Regions from separate parts of the Gossypium arboreum genome. Here region 2 is linked to region 1. A link is a contact called in public Hi-C data. All regions are on one chromosome and are shown on one strand. Each heading gives the region's core, a stretch centred on a gene start, on an enhancer-like site or on the middle of the called end of the contact. The rest is flanking DNA. Distances are from core to core; before and after follow the strand shown. Region 1 holds the start of LOC108482644. Region 2 has its middle 7.3 kb from the start of LOC108480346.

The links. A called contact is a pair of places that touch in the nucleus more often than the background predicts.
Region 2: a contact with region 1 is called in a Hi-C map of leaf, with 1.9 times the contacts expected there. The contact joins the enhancer-like site here to the promoter of LOC108482644 in region 1. A contact is called at or near these places in 2 of 5 Hi-C or Micro-C datasets (both in leaf).

What each region holds. Positions count from the first base shown.
Region 1 is chr1:83,824,839-83,831,199 of ASM2569848v2, forward strand. It overlaps LOC108482644, which reads left to right and starts at 3,895. Exons shown (of 3, transcript XM_053020321.1): 1 at 3,895-4,272; 2 at 4,363-4,490; 3 at 4,568-5,129. The coding sequence starts at 4,110. The coding sequence ends at 4,963.
Region 2 is chr1:83,898,870-83,905,230 of ASM2569848v2, forward strand. No RefSeq gene overlaps it. Among protein-coding and RNA genes, the nearest start is that of LOC108480346, 7.3 kb to the right of the region's middle. Within about 2 kb of position 2,427, at least 2 of the 2 cell types and tissues checked have an H3K27ac peak or open chromatin away from gene starts, as enhancers often do. A contact at or near this core is called in leaf, where this site is marked.

The sequences.
Region 1 (6,361 bases), core at 2,645-5,144:
ATGGATAATTGGATACCCACATTTTATAATATCACAAGAACAAGGTTTGATGACAGGAGAAAGAACAAAAAATATGAGGGAGCAGATTATGAGGCGTGACAATACCATGGCCATCATAGTACAAAATTTGGCAGCTGAGGGGTTCTTTCAAATAAATTTGGATTCTACTTCCATTGTAGTTTTCACAATTTCCCCCAAAGCCCGTCTCATGGTTCACACTAATTTGTTTAATCAAACTTTAATATATATAATGGTAAAAGTATATGTGTTAGGAGTTAAATCATTTTTATCTTTTTTACTAAAAAATGAGTAAATTAGTTCATGTACGTTAGATGAAAGAGTAAACTAATTTTTTTGTTAAAATTTTCATCCATTTTTACTATTAGAAATTAGTCACTATACATCAGCGTGAGATACATGTGCACGTCACATGTCATTATCGGGTTATTCTATCAATCACGTCAATTTTTAAAAGTATAAATAGATGATTTTTTAATAAAAAAATATTAATTTCTTTTTAATCGAATGTATAAATACTCATTTATCTTTTTTTTTAAGTAAAAGAGATAAAATACAATCCAAGTAGAATAACCTCCATATCACTCTTATATATACATATAACTGATTTAGGATTATGTTCTTCCTCTAAAATCATCATACTTACCCTATTCCAACAAGAATCAACTATCCTTTGGGGCATATTGCTGGTACTCTAGAACCGGTTTTGATATCAAATGTTGAGTTCACTTCAACTTGCAAAATATTGATCATTTGATCTATTGAGTTTCATGATTTTGTATAATGTAAATAATGAAAACTTTTATATATCAAGATGATTTCTAATACTAGTCAGTGATTCATAATTCTTTTCGAAAATTATATGGTAGAGTTTAGTTGAAAAATTATAATTATTTTAACTATTCAACTTTTTATTCTATCGATTAAATAATTGAATATTATATCGATCCATAAAAAATTTATGTTCGTCCAAAATAATATTCAAATTCAGAAATCATAATAAAATAAAGAATTCTTGCATAGGCATATGAGTGTAAGTGAAGAGAGTGTTGTTCAATAATTCATTTATGGTACTTTATCAAGTTAAATAAACAAATGTAAGCAAGATTGTGATGCTTGTTTACTAAATGAACTGAACAGTTAATTTATATTCATGAAATAAACTTATTTATATTTGTTTAACACTCAATTATAGTTTGATTATTATATAATTAATAACATTATTATTACTTGTGTGTTTATTGTAATGATTTATAATATAATTATTCTTTTTTTATCATTTTATATTAAAAATAAGTTTTATTATTCATAATTAGATTTATATATATATATATATATATATATATATATATTGTAAACATGTATAATTATATGTTTATGGATATGTTTTAGAAAATATTTATTTAATATTCATAATTTTTTTAAGTTTAAATAAACAAATACAAGTATATATGATTTTAAAGAAACGAACATGAATATAATTTTATATTTTTTAATGAATACGAATCAAACACAAATCAACTTAAAAATAGATAAACAAACATAGACATATACTCATTCGTTTGATCTCAGTTAGTTTACAACCTTATATAAATAGGGGTGAGCAAAACTTGATTCGACGAGAAAAATTAAATTTTTTTTTGAATTTTGCGTTAATTGAATCGAGTTATTCAAATTATTCAGTTTTTCGAGTAAATTCAAATAAGTTATTCGATTTTTCGAGTTTAAGTTGAGTTGAATTTTACAATTTGAATAACTTGAGTAATTCGAACAAATCAAATAATAAATTGGTGTAAATACATTTTTGGTCCCAGCAATTTTGAAATTGAGCAAATTGACCTCTCTCAATAAAAAATACAATAAAAATATCAAAGTTATTTTCAAAAGTCAAAATATTTATAAAATTTTAATTTTATAAATATTTTAAAATTTACAATATTTAAAAAGAAAAAATATATAAAAATGTTTAAATTTTAAAAAAATAAAATAATAATTTTGAGGACCTAAACAAGTAAATTACAAATTCAAATTTAAGTTTTCAAAATATATAGTTTCAAATTTTGTGTTCTAACATGAAATTAGTTATACTGTAATAAGATTTTATTTTGATATTTTTAATTTTTAAATTTAGCTCGAATACTTGATTAAAAAATTAAATCAATTAGAATGATAAAATAAGACTCGTCAACTTAACAAATTTAAATTTTTTTACTCAATTCGATCCAATATTGAGAAAGAGGAGGCAACATTTTTTCCTTTCAAAAACTATGTCTGAAGTTACTTGACATAAACTTGTTATCCAAGTAATTACAGAATTTTTAAAGTAACCACAGAAATTATGTAATAAACTGTTAATATGTTTTTATATGAAAAGCAAGGTTAAACATAAATTTAGAGTTCAAACACAAATTAAAAAAAGAAACCCATCAATCAACTCATGAATTAAAAGATGCTCCCAAGTCTTTTTTAATTTACTTTATAAACAGAAATCATGGTATCAATGGGACCTCCCATGTATATAATGTCATCAACAAAAAAGAAACCGACCTCGATATTAAATATGCACAAACAAAGGAAAAACGAAAGCAAAAAGAAGCCCTGAAATAAAATCATTCATAATTTCCAAGGAATATAGCCCTTAAAATCATTAATCTTTATTATAACCATTTTCTTTTTCGGTTAGTGTAAAATATGTGACGTTGATTTTTTATAAAAAAATAGAAATTATGATCCAATTCGAAAATAATTTTTAATATAAATTTTTTGTTGCTCTATGTGAATCAATCATCTACATAATGTTTTTTCAGTTGGACTTCCATTCATCTATATAGAATTAAATATCTATGCTCATTTTTAACTTTGAGTTTAGTCTATCAAAATTACTTTTAAAAAAAAAAATCTAAAAGACTTCACGTAGTTTAGGAAGCGTCTTGCCACTAAAGAAATATTTAACATTTTTTACTTTGATGGGGTTCAAACTAATGTCCTTAAAAGGTCTTAGTGGATAAAAACACCACCACTTGTCTAGTATCCTTACTTGCCAATGGCATATAATATCATGCATTCGAACCTGCCACAGTTAAATGCTAAATATTTCTTTGGTGGTGAAACACTCCTTAAATTCTGTAAACTCTTTTGGTTCTCTTCAAAGTCTAGAGATAAAATTCTAGACTAAAATTGAGAATATACATCTAAATATAATATCTCTATTTCAAGGACTTCTCTTAAAAAGAGAGTTGAACCCCTTAATAGATTTATAAGTAAATAACTACACCTGATCTCGTTCCGAATATTTCAATTAGATCTAATAGTTTATATCTCTAATATTAATAATTTTTAGAATAACTATTTGAGACACATGCAATGAAGCTTTTTAACTCTATAAGCGCAGTTCATAGATCATCATGGGTCTTATTTATAGATTTTTATTACTTTAAATACCAATTAAAATTATTTTTCATTTTTTTAGCTCTGTTTTTCAAATAATAATCTTAATTTGTGATATTCATCTTTTATTTAAATTTTACGTAATAATTTCTGGCGCCTAATTTCAGCATTGAATTTGCGTGTGTTCCCATCAGCAATGTAGACTAGTTTGGACACCATTCAGAAAACGACAACTGCTTTTGGGACCATATTATTATTATTATTATTATTATTATTAATTACCAACACCAAAAAATAAATTGGAATGCATATAAAATAAGAGATAGATCCGACCAAGCTCCCAAGATTGAATAAGAAGTAAAAATTTTAATTAGTTCATATAATTCCTTTTTTTTTCTTTTTTAAATGCAATGAAATAACCTCCTATCCTATTTTTACCGTTCATAGATGGTATTACAGCTAGACTAAATGAGCACAAAACTGTGGGTGGTGCCTTAGAATTAAAGCTTTATAACCTTGAGATTGTGATTGACAATTGTCTCTCTCTTTGATAGCTTTACAAACCCAATCTTCCTTTTGTGTTTCTGATATTGTTCAGTCCCAAACTGACAGATATGTCTTGTCTTTCCCATTTAATAACCTAGTTAGCCCTTTCAACTTTAAAGCCACAATAATACATTTTTCAGACCCTTGAGGTTATTCTAATGGCGACTAGGACTGCATCATCATCATCACCATCCAAGCCAGCAGGAAGACAACTTGGGGAGCTCCTTCAACAACAACAAGAACCTTTCATCTTAGAGATTTACCTTTCAGAAAGAGGGTGTTTGAGAAACAACAAGTCCATTGGCTGCCATGGAAATTCAGGCAAGTTTTTAAGGATCAACAAGAAGGGTATTCCCAACTTCCCTAAACTACTTAAAGTTGTAGTATGTAACAAGTTGTTTGCAATTAAAGGGTCAAAAGCCAAGAATTCTTCAGATACATTTTCCACCGCTAGCAGCACAACAGTGTATAATTCATGCTCAGATACTGACATAGATGAGCCGCCTATGTTGAAACTCTACAATGAAAGGGAAAAGAAGGTAGAAAAAGCTTTTATAGTTTATCTATCATTTTCTGTTATTGCATAAAGAAAAGAGATTTGATATAAAGCTAACAGGATGTTGCAGATTCAAAGCTTCAGTGCGGTTGCATGGAATACAGCCCTCAGTTTTACATGACGAGGCAGAAAAGCTTGTTCTTGAGTAAGCTGATAATATTTTCAGCTTCAGTCTGGAATTTACTTGTTCAAAGCAAGCCAGGATTAAGAGAGTTAGCAGAGCCTGATGGGTCTAATTCTTCACCATTTTCACTATCGAAAAGGGTTTTGCAGCCAACAAACAAGGTTCCCTTATTATGGAGCAGAAGGGAATTGTTGGAGTTGGATGGAATGGATTCAACCAAGGAATGGAATGTTTATGAAGAACAGAAGGAGATAGGACTAGTAATTGGAGACGCCATAGCAGAGGAGATCACAACTCAAGTTGTAATGGACATGATATTAATATATAGCTAACATATAATTTGCTTGTTTCCATATGTCGGCTGTTGCTGTCTAGTTCAGATTGATGTCCATGATGGTAATGTATGTAACAAAGAACGTAGAAATCTTTTTTAAATTTCCAAATTGAAGATAGCAACAACTTTATCTTCTCTTTGGCTTTATTGGGAATTCACATAAATTTGTTTAAAGCACTCTGTTGTTTGTTTATTGATTGAACACAGACTTGGGGGCTTAATTAAATTTGATGGATCGACGGATGTTGACAACTAAACTACCATAAAGTAGCCAATTGGAGTATTGCCAAAGACAACCCATAAATAACCGAGCTCCTAATCAAACTTATTAATCGGAAAATATAATTTTTGGCTCTTAACCGGATAATTAATAAGTTCCTTTGCTACTAGTATTTTTTTAATTTCATTTTCTTAGGTAATTATATTCATTTCGGATTTTCAATTTAGATTTTATTAATATTTAGTAATATGATTAATATTTTCGAAATATAATTGGTTCAGTCAGTCAGATTGAATAAACGGAGAATTGACCAATATGTTAATTCAAACAAAGGGGTTGAGTGATTGATTGAAAATTGATCAAAATCAGTAAAAATCAAAAATTAAACTAAATTCGTAGTTGAATTGTTTAATAAATTTTTCATTTTTTAATTTTTTTATGAATTTTAATTATTTATTTATTCTTAGTTTATTAGTTGAATTGATCAAACTGATTGAATCGAAAATTAATAGTCTGACCAGTTCAACCACTGGTCCAGTTATTAGAACATTGTATGTGACACTCTAAAGATTATATCACGTCATAACTTAGAAATTTTATATATATTTTTTTTTTTATTTTCAAGTGAAGATGTGGCTCAATCTCAAAATTTCACTTCATCGAACTTTTATATTTTTCAAGTCCAATGATAAAAATGAATCAAGTTACCAAATTTAGATACCAAAGTAGATTTAAAATAAGTACAGGTACCGAAATGGACCTAATTATCATAGGCCAAAAATATATTATCCCTTATTTTTATTTATCAAACAATTTTGATTAAGTAGTTAAATCTTAGGGTTTGTATTCGATACATCGATAATATATATTTTTTTATTTCACAAGTAGTCTTAAAAAATTTAATGTGTCTCTTTTTTTTTAAGTATTTTACTAGACAATTGTACAATATTTGTCAACTCCTTATCCTACTTATAAAGTCTAAAACTCCCTAATAATATGCAAAATATTATTCTTAAATCTTAATCTATTAATTTTTATTAACTTGATAAAAGAAAACTACGATAAACCCAATAAACATGATGTCTTTATTTGTTAAAAATGGATTGAGACGAAAAGTAAAATTTTCTTTGATAATTATGTGATATTGGCACCAAATACATAACTAGTAACAATTAC
Region 2 (6,361 bases), core at 1,177-3,676, 73 kb after region 1:
TAAATAAATTATTATAACTGTGAGTAGATATTATCTTATGCATATGTGATTAGTACTTTGTTCGATAAGGGTGGAGAGTTGTTAATAAAAATAAAAACTTAGTTAAAGGGGATGTTGGCATTCATTTTGAGAAATGACAATCTTAACACCACCTCTGTCTCTGTCTTGTCGGTTTTGGTTTCACAATAGAGCAAGATAATTTTAGATATTGAATATTTTTTGGATTTGTGTATAGTTAGTAGAGGAGAGAAATAAATTGGTATTCAAATAATTGATAGGTAGTGTGATAAAAGTAAAAGCTTGGTATACATGCACCTTTTGGCTTACTTTCCAGTTTTGAGTTTGCTTTACTTGGAATTTCATAACATATGAAGGAATATTTTGTTCGCCCTTTCCATTACCTTTCTATTCATCAAGCAACTATACGAATTTTTTGATAAAATATTACATTTGACCTTCGTTTTTTACTTAAAATTATTATACCTTAGTTTCAATTTTCATGTCACCAACCAATCACTTCTATGGGTAAACCTGATATGCTTCCTCAATATTTTAATTAATTAAATAGTGTGATTTTTAATTGCATAATGAGGTTACAAATTTATTATATCTCTTGTTTACTTATTTTTATTTTTAAATATAAATTAAGTAATTTTAACTCGCTTTTGTAATTAAAAAATTTCTATGCTGTTATAGCAAATAGTTATCCAATTATTTACAAATCAAAATTGGATTAATATTTGGTATACTAAGAATGTATATTTTTATTTCACAAAAAATTTTTAAAATTGTCATATCTTCTTTTTTTTAAAATATATTTTTTAATATTTTACTATATCTTTATATGACACTTGTCAACTCTATAATTTTATTTATAGAGTTAAAAATTTCACTACAATGTACCAAATATTTTTCCTTTAAAATTATCTAAGGCATCTTTTTGATAAATGAATAATTTTAGTACTGAATTTCTAATATTATATTTTATAAGTACTAAGTTTACATTAGAATATTATTTGATAAATTGATAAGAATTAAGTATTACAATGCATCATTTTAAAATAAAATAAAATAAACATTTTCAACTGACTTTTTCTTTTGAAAAGTTTATATTAAGTACATACCCTAAATTAAGTTGGATTAGATAATAAAAGATTCACATCTCCATTTAAATCGAAAACTCAAATTATTAGTCAAAATTTGTTGTAAAATTGAAAAATAAAGAAAATAAATAATGAAAGGAGAAAAAGTCAAATTTGAAGAATCTTATTTTAGTGTAAATTTGAACTAATATTTTTAAATTGGTATACTACGCCCAAAACGAAATTGGTTGCTTACAAACAACAATTGATGGTCATAAAATACCAAAAGCATTAATAAGGATAAGAGCTATTGAGTGCTTGGGTGTACAAAAATATAAAATGATGATATTAGCATCCCACATGGTATAAAAATAGCAATTATTAGTAACATTGTCTTAGTATTTGGCTAACTACCAACATTCTAGACTTTAGGAACACCTACAACTATACAAACAATAGATATATATATATATATCAACAATTAAATACTTCAATAAACTCCTAATTCTTAAGGTTTTGACGCAAAAAAATATGGGGCAATTTAGATCGATTAGCCCATGTAATGTGACATACAAATTTGAAAAAATAATTTCAAAGGCATTAGCTAATAGATTTAGAAAGACCCTAAGCTATTGTATTGAAGAAACATATGGAGTTTTTGTGCCTGGTAGACAAATTACCGATAATATTCTAGTGGCCTATGAACTGTTGCATTCTTTTAAGAAGAAAAGGTTGGTTAGAGGGTTATTCGCGTTAAAATTAAATATGAGCAAAGCATACGATAAGGTTGAATGACTTTTTGTTGGAAAAATGATGAGAACTCTTGGTACTGTGACAAATGGGTTTCATTGATTTTGAGATGTATTAACACTGTCTCATATTCGGTGGTTCTTAAAGGAGGTAAAGGAAGGGAGTTCAAACCAACTAGAGTCTAAGGTAAGGGGATCCACTAAGGAAATATCTATTTCTCATCTGTGCAAAAGGATTACTTAATCTTGCAAAAAGGGAAGGGAAAATAGAAGGGGTGAAAGTAGGACGAAGTGGTTTGCCAATAACTAATCTTTTATTTGTTGATGACAGTATTTTATTCGGAAAAGCAACAAAGGAGGAGGCATTAGCTATCAAGACAGTGGTAAATGAATACGAGGCAATCTCTGGACAGATGGTGAATTTTGATAAATCTTTAATCTATTTTAGTAATAACATAAAGTGATGAGATCAAGATTAAAATAGGAAGAGATTTGGGTGTTCGAATTGCTAATAATCCTGAGAAGTACCTTAGGTTACTAACGATGTTGGGAAGAAGAAAGAAAAACGCTTTTGTTGAAATTAAAGAAAGATTTTGACAAAAGTAAAAAGTTGGAGAATTCACAACCTTCCATAGGAGGGAAGGAGATTTTTATTAAATCAGTACTACGAGTTATTCCCATATTTGCTATGCAGTGTTTACGATTACCAGTTTCATTATGTCGAGAGTTGGAGAGCATTATATGTAAGTTCTGGTAGTGAAATTTAAAAACAAATAAAGGGATTCATTGGTGTTGTTGGAAGTTTTTATGTTCCCCAAAGGCATATGGGGAGATTGGTTTTAGAGACTTATCAAATTTTAATAAAGCTTTGCAGGCAAAGCAAGGTTTTAAACTTATTTACGATCCTAATTGTTTACTAGCGCAAGTCATGAAAGCTACTTATTACCCACGCAATGATTTTTTAAAAGCTGAGTTAGTAACTCACCGTTCATTTACTTGAAGAAGTAAATGGGGTACAAGGAATATTTTAGAATCAGGTGTTGGATGGAGGATAGGCGACGGGAATTCTGTTAATATCTGGAATGACACATGGCTTCCATACCCTGGGAATGGAAATTTACAATTTCAGAATATCAATTGGAGGTATACTATGGTTGAAGAACTTATTAATCCCGATTCAATTACTTGGAAGGAAGAAGTGTTAAGGGGCCTCTTTGATGAAGACCAAGCAAAAATGATTAGAACTATTCCCCTGGGGAATACATAGCATCCAGATACCATGGTCTAGTGGGGTGAAAAATCAGACGAATACACGACAAAAAGTGGATACATATGGAGTATTACAAAAGAAGCTAACTTGCTGGGAAATGAAAGTACAATATTGACAGAACAGATGAAAATTTATTAAAAGTTCTCAGCAAGATTAAGATTAACCTATGGAGGATCACAAACAATTTTATGCCTACTCTAAGTTCTCTAAAATTCCAAAAGTTGAGATTTGAAGCGTTGTGTCCACTTTGCGGTGAAGATGAAGAATCAATTGCACATGTCTTTCGAGACTGTAATTTTGCGAAGCAAGTCCTCCAGAGGTTGGAAGTTCGGATCGGACCCACACATGAAAACACAAAATGGAAACGTTGGTTAATCGAGACTTGCAATTTTAGTAACACAAAGCAATATACATGCTTAGTAGCTTCATTCTGGGCGATTAGGCACAACAGAAACATTTTTTTATCATGAAGGCATTCGATAAAGTGTAATTGATTTAGTAAGCTTTATCAAAACTCTTATAAATGAAATAAAAATGTTGGATAATATCCTTGAGAGTTAGCACAAAATACAGAAGGCCCATTAGGAGCCCCCAACAGATAACCAAGTCAAAGTAAACTTTGACACCAGTTTTCATCAGCCAAATAATAGGGCAGTTTCTGGAATTATTGCAAGAAATAACAAGGGATTTGTAATGGGTTCATGCACCTAAACGGTAAGGAATGTACGAGACCCGACAACTGCAGAAGCATAGGTCTGCCTTCATGGAGTTAACTTCGCAGAAGACTTGGGGTTTAAAAACGTCATTATTGAAGGAGATTCAGTAACGGTCGTTAAAAAGCTTCAAAAAACAGAAGAAAGAAATGACAGATCTGTTATCGGAGGACTCATAAATGAAATTCAAGGCAAGATTAGAAATTTCAGAACTCTTGTGTTTAGCCACATACCTCGGGGAGCCAATGAAGCAGCACATGCGATGGCAGCATGGGAAAGAAGAAGTGAATCGTTGACTTCTGGTTGGAAGAAACCTCGACAGCGGTCGAACTAGTCATTCAAAGAGATCAAAAGGGAATTGGTTGAGGGGACAGAGAGGTAGTCATATCGGGATTTCTGAGTCCGGATAAAGAGGTGACTTGATTTGAATCTCCGAGGAGCTCAGTCGATAGGGAACCTGAGGAACGAAGATGAGTATGTGATACAAAGGAGCACTAGTTCTTGTTTCTGCAAAGAGATTTACTGAAATGTAAAACTGTCACGTAATAGATCTAGAATAGTAGAAAACAGAGAGAAGAAAAAGAAAAGAAATCGAGAGAAAAGAGAAAGAGAGAATACAAAGAATTCTGATTCAAATTTTCATAACCGTTTTTGGACTTTTGTTACATGTATAAATGGTAACCAAATAACGGACTGACCTTAACAATAATAATGGATTAAAACATACCATTTAACTAATGCTAAAACACACCGTGTATAACGAGAATGAAAACAAAAGTAAAACGCATCGTTCAAAATAAAAAAAAATAACAATAATGGCGAAAATATGAAAATGGGAAAGGTCGTTGAACTATTCCATAACAAATACCCCCCATTTGAAGGAGGATCCTTGTCCACAAGGATCAAACATAGGAAAACGACGTTAAAGATCCTGCAAATTCTCCCAAGCAGAATCCTTAGGAAATGTGTCTGCCCACTCAACGAGAACCTCCACAGCAACATGGTTACCTTGCTTGACGAGGCGTCTATCCAATATTTGAATCGATGTCTTGAGAAGAGCTGCATCAAACCCCACTGGTGGCAAAGTAGAAACACTCACCACTGAACCAATATGCTTCTTCAATTGAGAGACATGAAAAGTATAATGGATACAAGGAGAAGGTGGTAACAATAGTTTGTAAACAACCTGTCCCATATGAGCCTCCACTAAAAAAGGGCCAAAATACCGAGGAGACAACTTCTGGTTCTTAAAATTGCGCAGAGAATGTTGTCGATACAGTTGCAGCTTCAAATACACCAAATTACCCACCTGAAATTCTCGCTCCGACCTATGTCTATCTGCCATTTGTTTCATTCGATCCTGAGCTTGAGCTAGATGAAAATTCAAAACCTTGCGCATAACTTCTCGATATTGTAAGGTGTGATCGACTGTAGCCACTAGAGAAGCACCAACCAAGTAAGGTAAGTAAAGAGGTGGGTCTTGCTCATAAAGAGCTTCATAAGGAGTGGTCTGAATAGCCAAAATAGTAGGTGGTATTGTACCACCACTCCGCCAAAAGTAGCCAAGACGCCCAAGCAGATGGCTTTTCACTAATCATGCATCTTAAGTAACTTCCTAAGCACTTGTTAAGAATTTCTGTATGGCCATCAGTTTGAGGATGGTAGACAGTAGACATTTTTAGTTTGGTGCCCAAATTTTGAAACAGTTCCTGTCAAAAATTACTTTAAAAAATTATATCTCTATCAGACATGATTGACTCGGGTATCCCATACAACTTGTAAATGTGGTAAATATACTCTTGAGCTACGGTGAAGGCAGTAAAGGGATAAGCTAAGGCAAGGAAGTGACCATACTTGGTTAAACAGTCAATCACTACAAGAATGGTTGATTTACCCTGTGACAAAGGCAGACCTTCAATGAAATCCATGCTGATGATAGTCCAAGCATGATTGGGTATAGGTAAGGGTTGCAAAAGCCTAGGGGAAGCAAAATTATCAACTTTGCAATGCTGGTAAACTACACATTCTCAGACCCAATGCTTAACATCTTTAAAAATACCCTTCTAATAGAGCAAGGCAGATATCCTGTGACAAGTAGCATGGATGCCAGAATGACTTCCCAAAGAACTGTAATGGAAAAGACCAAAAATTTGTTTTCGAAGCTGGATATCATTTCCTACCACAATGTTGCCCAATCTGCCAAGGAATGTACCATGCCACGAGTACTTGGGATGCAACTGAGGCTGCATTTAAACATCTTGACACAACTGGTAGAGCTTCTTATCTGCCTCATAGGAAGCAACAATACGGTCTCATACCTCAGACCAAGAAGAGTCTAAATTGCCTTCACATTGGAGCAGTTGATAAGTGTGGTCATGAGGTTTCTTGGACAAAGTGTCAGCCACTGTATTCTGAGTTCCCTTGTGATATGAGATCAAATAATCGTATCCCAGCATCTTCGTAACCCACTTCTGCTGATAAAGGGTGGTTACCTACTGTTCGTATAGGAATTTTAAGCTCTGGTGATCTGTTTTGATGAAGAAATGT